Linked DNA regions of Mus musculus: region 2 is linked to region 1. Evidence: chromatin contacts called from public Hi-C data. All regions are on one chromosome and are shown on one strand. Each heading gives the region's core, a stretch centred on a gene start, on an enhancer-like site or on the middle of the called end of the contact. The rest is flanking DNA. Distances are from core to core; before and after follow the strand shown.

What was found. A called contact is a pair of places that touch in the nucleus more often than the background predicts.
Region 2: a Hi-C map of embryonic fibroblasts shows a contact between it and region 1, with 1.8 times the contacts expected there. The contact joins two enhancer-like sites. A contact is called at or near these places in 14 of 39 promoter capture datasets (the 3T3-L1 cell line, 3T3-L1-derived adipocytes, the C10 cell line and 9 more), 1 of 15 datasets of contacts at CTCF or cohesin (the NIH/3T3 cell line), 5 of 484 Hi-C or Micro-C datasets (the 3T3-L1 cell line, Th1 cells, Th2 cells and 1 more), 9 of 115 datasets of contacts at active chromatin or transcription factors (CD8 T cells, differentiating embryonic stem cells, embryonic basal ganglia and 6 more) and 1 of 9 other capture datasets (adipose tissue).

Annotation. Positions count from the first base shown.
Region 1 is chr4:32,249,538-32,252,532 of GRCm38.p6, forward strand. It overlaps a transcript of Bach2 not described here. Among named protein-coding and RNA genes, the nearest start is that of n-TGccc3, 21 kb to the left of the region's middle. Within about 2 kb of position 1,579, at least 326 of the 459 cell types and tissues checked have an H3K27ac peak or open chromatin away from gene starts, as enhancers often do. A contact at or near this core is called in embryonic fibroblasts, where this site is marked.
Region 2 is chr4:32,464,748-32,467,742 of GRCm38.p6, forward strand. All of the region lies in intron 1 of Bach2 (BTB and CNC homology, basic leucine zipper transcription factor 2), which reads left to right. Among named protein-coding and RNA genes, the nearest start is that of Bach2, 49 kb to the left of the region's middle. Within about 2 kb of position 1,439, at least 38 of the 459 cell types and tissues checked have an H3K27ac peak or open chromatin away from gene starts, as enhancers often do. A contact at or near this core is called in embryonic fibroblasts, where this site is marked.

The DNA.
Region 1 (2,995 bases), core at 329-2,828:
TATCTGCATGTTTTGTTCTAACAGAGGAAAGTAATAAGTGGGCGGCGGTGGTGTGTGTGTGTGTCTGTGTCTCTGTGTGTGTGTGTCTCTGTGTGTGTGTGTCTGTGTGTGTGTGTGTCTGTGTATGTGTGTCTGTGTGTGTGTGTGTCTGTGTGTGTGTGTCTGTGTGTGTGTGTGTGTGTCTGTGTGTGTGTGTCTGTGTCTCTGTATCTGTGTGTGTGTCTCTGTGTCTGTGTGTGTGTGTGTGTCTGTGTGTGTGTGTGCGCGCGCACGCGCGTGCGCGTGCATGCGTGCAGAGATTCTTGTGTGTCCCGGTTTTGTTGCACCCTGCATTGTACATGCCACAGTGCTGCGCAGTCAGCAGTCCCCTTGCTGACTCATGTGCCGGGGCTGTGGGGCTCCCTTGGCTGCTCTGCCTGCGGTGCTTAGGACCAGCATGGCCTGGGGAGGGTGGGAGGTCGGCTGTCATTGGGTCTGTGATCACTGTGAACTGGCTGGGTTCTTCTTCCCTCTGTCTCCCCAGCACAGCCTCTGGCTGGTAGGAAAAGCAGGCACATGTCTGCCTCTACAGGGACAGCATAGGGCACAACCTCATTTCTGGAAGAATTGGCTTTCACTTTATTGTTTTGGGAATCTTCAAACCCAGACAAATGGGTAAGGAGAGATTCTGCTGTTAACGACTTAGCACCCCCTCAAGGACTTTTTAAAACTTGAAGTGGACTTCCTTGGCATTACAGACACTTGGCCCATTTCTCCCTCTGTGGGCAGCAGAAACAGGAGGCAGGGCCAGTAAGGGGGTGTGACTAGCAAGTGAAGTCGTCCCCTGGTGACCACAGCCTTTGTTTATATCTGTTGCTGGCTATTGATGTGAAAACAAAAACAAAGCGCCTAGCCTGGGGTCAGGAAGATGCTGTCACCTGACTTAGCTGACTCCCTCTGCCTGTTTTGTTTACATAGCTCCGGTTTGGGTTTTTCGTCAGAAAGTGTGAAATGCTGTTTTTTCTGAGGTCGCTACATAAACTTCCTTTTGTGGACGGGAGTTGATCAGATCATCCTAGACTCCCAGACGATGATGCAAAGCTGCTGAGCTGGCGCAGGGAAAGCTGAGCAGGGGCTGAGACAGAGCCTCTTGCTAGCCTGGAGAAGCTTTCTCCAGGAAAGGAGGGCTCTCTGACCAGTAATAAAGAGAAAGCCACAGTGACTGTAGCATATGCTGACGGACGGTCTTGGTTTCTGTCGATAAGGGGTGACTCATCAGTGTCAATAGAATTGTGACTTCTAATAATAACACAGCGTGAGCCCTTCAAAACATGCGGTTTTAGCCCCTGCTCTCAGTGAAAGGTTGGAAAATGTTAGTTTGAGCTTTTTCCCCCCTGACCTCTTTATGTCACCAGAGTATGAAATCGTGTTTTTGTAGGTGTGATGGTGACCCCATTGTTTTTTCGTCTTACTGTTTTTAGTTTCGCTCTGACTAAGAAAGCAAAGTGGATTATTTCATCGCTCAGAAATCTGTGCACTAAGCGTTGCCTCCAGGGCTGTGTTTTGAGGGAAGTGTGGCTGAAAAGCAGATCCTCCCAGAATGCAGAAAGGAAAAAACTGAACAGACCACAGGCCACCGGGAGCTGGGCGCCTCCTACACAGTCTATTGTGAAGGGCTGTGGGCTTGCTGAGTAGCCCGATTGCCCTGTGAGTCATGGCCAAAGGATTCCAACAAGGGGGTTCACAGAAGAGAGTCAGCCCCGACAGAGAGGAAGCGAGCTGCCTGTGTCCATGGCCAGGGCTGCCGCTGTCCTGAGCACCAGCTTGCTCCAGTCTACATGTGGAGCCTTGCCTGTTCTCTGGCTAGTTTGGTTGGCTTTTGCTGCAGGCCATTCTGTCAGTGCTTTGCCACAAAGACTCTGAAGTTAGAACAAGGGACTCTCCAGGTTCAGGAGGAGCCTGCCTGCTCACATACCTGCGCTCTTAGCTTTCTAACCATTGCTCCCTCTTAATGTGTAGACCACCCTTTGTCCTGAGCTGCTGGGCAGGCCTTATACCTTCTCTGCCTGGTCAGGGAAGTGAATCCTTCACAGAGCACTCACAGGAGGAAAGAGGGTGGGAGGAAGGGAGGGAGGGTGGGAGGAAGGGAGGGAGGGAGGGAGGGAGGGAGAGAGAGAGAGAGAGAGAGAGAGAGAGAGAGAGAAATACAGCATTCAGTAGTATTTGAATGAGAGATGAATGAATGAATGAATGAATGAATAAATACAACACTCACAGTAGGATTTTATTTATAAGTAAGTAAATGTGTGTGTGTGGATGTGTGCAGGTGAGGTGGGTGGGTGCTGCTGAGAACTGCCCCCTAGGGTACCTGCTTTTAACCTCTGAGCCTCTTGCCAGCTTCTCACAGAAGGTTTTTTGTTTGTTTTCTTTTGTGTTTTCTGGGTTTTTTTTTGTTTTAATTAAATGAAGTTTTACGTCAGTCTTGCCTCTTGGAAACTTCTTTTACAATGGATCTTTTGTCTTACGCTGACCTGTTGGTACTTTGGGGTTTGATGGGATGCCTCTCTGGTCCTCTCTGCATCTTTTATTCCTGGTGCTTTTCTATGTTGCGCTAGCTAACATGGCCACCGAGGAGAAGAGGGAGGGAGTGAATTGGCTCCTTGGGCCTCACTCTGAACTCCACCTGCTGTGTTTTTCTGCCCACAGAAAAAGCACAGACGCCTCGGCAAGATATTTAAAGCTCTTAAAACCTGTTCCTGCCCTGAGACTACAGGTGCATTTCTGCTTCACACTGGTTCCCAAATTGTGAGTTATATTTTGGTTCTGAAGTTTTTCAAGTTTATTCTAAAACTACCTTTTGAATGAACGTCTGCATTACAGGCCCGCTCTTCTCCCACGGTTCTGTTAAGAACTCGGTGTAAATGGCAGGCTACCTAGAGACAGGCTGTGGTTGATGTTGACGATGCTGTGTCTGTTTCACGACAGCCGTGTGTGCCCAGGGGCCCGAGTGAGCAGT
Region 2 (2,995 bases), core at 189-2,688, 220 kb after region 1:
CCCAGGATGATCTCATCCAGTTGTGTGGGTTTTAAATCATCTCTAGACTCAAGGCTCCCACTTTACCTCTCTAGAATTAACCCTGTCCCCTGGTCCTTTTGATCCCTTCCTAGGGCCATCCATGGGATGTTGAGTCTGAGCACACCTCCTCTCACTCCCAAACCCGAGCCTCTCCCTGGGGTTTCCCGTTCACCAAAGCCACCCCGGGCCATCTGGTCACTTACTTGGAACTTCTCAGAGCCATCATTAACTCTATTCCTTTACTTCCTCCACCTACTCATTAGCACATCTTACCAGTCGCACTTTCTAAGCACTTGTGGAACCCGGCCACTTTGCCATCTTTTTTGCTGTTTCCTCCCTCTTCTGATCCATCAGCTAGACCGTTTGCTAATACTACCCAGGAGCTTCCACCATGCCTCCCTGCCAGCCCATTCCACTTAAACATCAAAGTGATCATTTTGAAGCATAAATGAAATCCTATACAACTCACCCACTATTGTTATACATAGACTTCAGACTACTCGCAAACCTCCACGTACCCTGCCAGCGCTTCACCTTTGTAACCCTCTCTGTCCATGACCTCCAGCCACTCTGGAAGGTTAGCATAGTGTCAAGCCTGCTCATTCTATAAAGTTGTTGAACAAGCCACTTATTTTGCTCTCTGAAATCTACATGGTCTGCTCACTCGAGTCACACAGAATCTGCTCAAGGGACTTACTGTGACCAAGATGCCAAATGCAAGACCCCATCCCGAGTTCATCCACTCTCTTGTCATGCCTACACTTTTCTCTCTATCACATTCTGCTGGGAAACTGTCTGTATATTGATGTTTCTCCTGAGGGTAAGTGCTCCCTGAGACATGTTCCCTCGCTTTGTTCCTGCTGCATGCCCAGGTACCTAGAGGAAAGTATGACATAAGACATGGAATGTTGGAGACAGCCAGTATTCACTGAATGCCCATCTTTGTTGTAGGTGTTCTGATACAGTAAAAGAAACCAGAAGGAAAATGGGATTCTGCCCTAGGGAACTCACCCCTTGGGTGGCAGAGACAGACAAGTACGCATCTCTGTGGTTCTGTGGCTGGGTAGTGTAGCTCCAGCTTGAAACCCCCAACTGTGCCCGCAGGAATCGGAAAGGTAGCCAGAAAGAGCTGACATTTGAGATTATTCCTGACAGATGAGCAAGTGTTTTCAAGGTAGAGGAGAGTGGGAAGGACACTTCAGGTGTGGAAGTGGCAGGTGCAGCAGCGTGGCACTGGGATAGATAACATTCAATGGACCGCGAATGTGACCAGCTTATGAGAGAGCTCAAAGATGTGAGTGCTTGAGTCAGCTACCAGAAAGCAACAACTTAGTTTATTCTTGGCGCTGAACGTGCTCCTTGGAATTTTCCCTTTTAGTAAGCAGTGCCCGTTCAGATGATTACTCATGCCGCAGTTCTCAGAGTCATCCTTGTATTTTCATTCTCTTACACTCCACGTCTAGTCTGCCAGCTACACACCATCAGCCCTGCCTTCCAAATAGGTGCCACGCCCAGCCTCTGCTCGCCAAGCTTATATGAATGTCTGACCCCAAGCTGCACCGTAGCTAACACTTCCAGGCAAGCCTCCCTGCTTCTCTTATGACCTTCATGGCCCCATTCCAGTCAAAAGCCAGCACTGTCATTGTCAACTGCTCTTAACTTAAAACTGGAGGAGCAACGGGCATGGATCAACTACGTGGGTGCCTAGAAAAGAGTCTGTGTGTGTGTTGGGGGTGCACTTGAGAGAGAGACAAAAAGAGAGACTCTGCATATCAAAGTCTGTGTCTTGTATATCTATATGTCTTCTTCCTTCCCCTCCCCTCCTTCCATTTCTTCTCCTTCTCCTCCCCCTCCTCTTCAACCCTCTCCCACACCACCATTCTCCTCCTCACCTTCCTCCTCTTCACCTTCTCACCCTTACCATACTTCTCATCTTCCTCCTCCCCCTCCACCTCTTCCTCCCCCTCCCCCTTCCCCTTCTTCTCCCCCCTTTCCTCCTTACCATCCTCCCTCTCACCCTCCTCCTCCTGGCTCTCCTACTCCTCCTCACCGTCCTCCTCTTCACACTCCTTCCCCCTCCCCTCCCCTCACCCTCCTCCTCACCCTCCTCCTCCTCCTGTCTCATCCCCCTTCCCCATCCCCTTTCCTTCCTTCCCCTCCTCCCACTTTCCCTTACTCTCCCCACTGGCCACCATCAGATAGGAATCCTTGTTTCACTTCCAACACGTGTCCACTGGCCGTGATGTCACACCTCACACAGAGACAATGGAGCTAAGTGATTGTAGACTGAATCTCTTGAAAATGTCAGCCAAAATATATCTTCCCTCCTTTGGGTTGTTTTATCTTAAGTATTTTCTTCACAGTGACAGAGATACAACTAATATTATAAATGCAAAGAGCATGTGGTTTTTAAAAAAAAAAATCAAAATAAGCAGAAAAGTTTAGCTTACTTGATCAATAAAAATCAGGGAAGTGCATTTTGATATATAATGTGGTTGCTTAAAAGGAATCATGAAGTCCATTTCACTCAGATTTCTATAAATAAAATTTTAAAACATAATGAAATACATTCTTTTATGAGAATATGTAATTCAGCCCTCTGAAGTTTAAAGAGAAAGTCTATAAGATTGACCACTGTGGGAAAACATGGTTTGTTCTTTTTCTCACCTCCGAGACAAAAAGCCTCATAGAGGCAGCTTACAGGAATAAGAGTTGTGTCAGCTTGTGGCTTCTGAGGACACTGGTCCGTCACAGTGGGAGCCTTGGAGGATGGGAAGTTGCCACTGCCAGTGTGGGACACGCACGCTTCTGTCTGTAGCAGGAGTTGAAGCACAGCTTATCCACATCTGGAAGATGAGAAACCAGAGTGTTAGAAGGTTAGAACCTTCGAAGCTGACCCTAAGCATCTCGTGTCTACCAGCTAGTTCACAGTCCCTCCCAAATGCTGCACAGCCTCCAAAACAAAGCCTTCAAT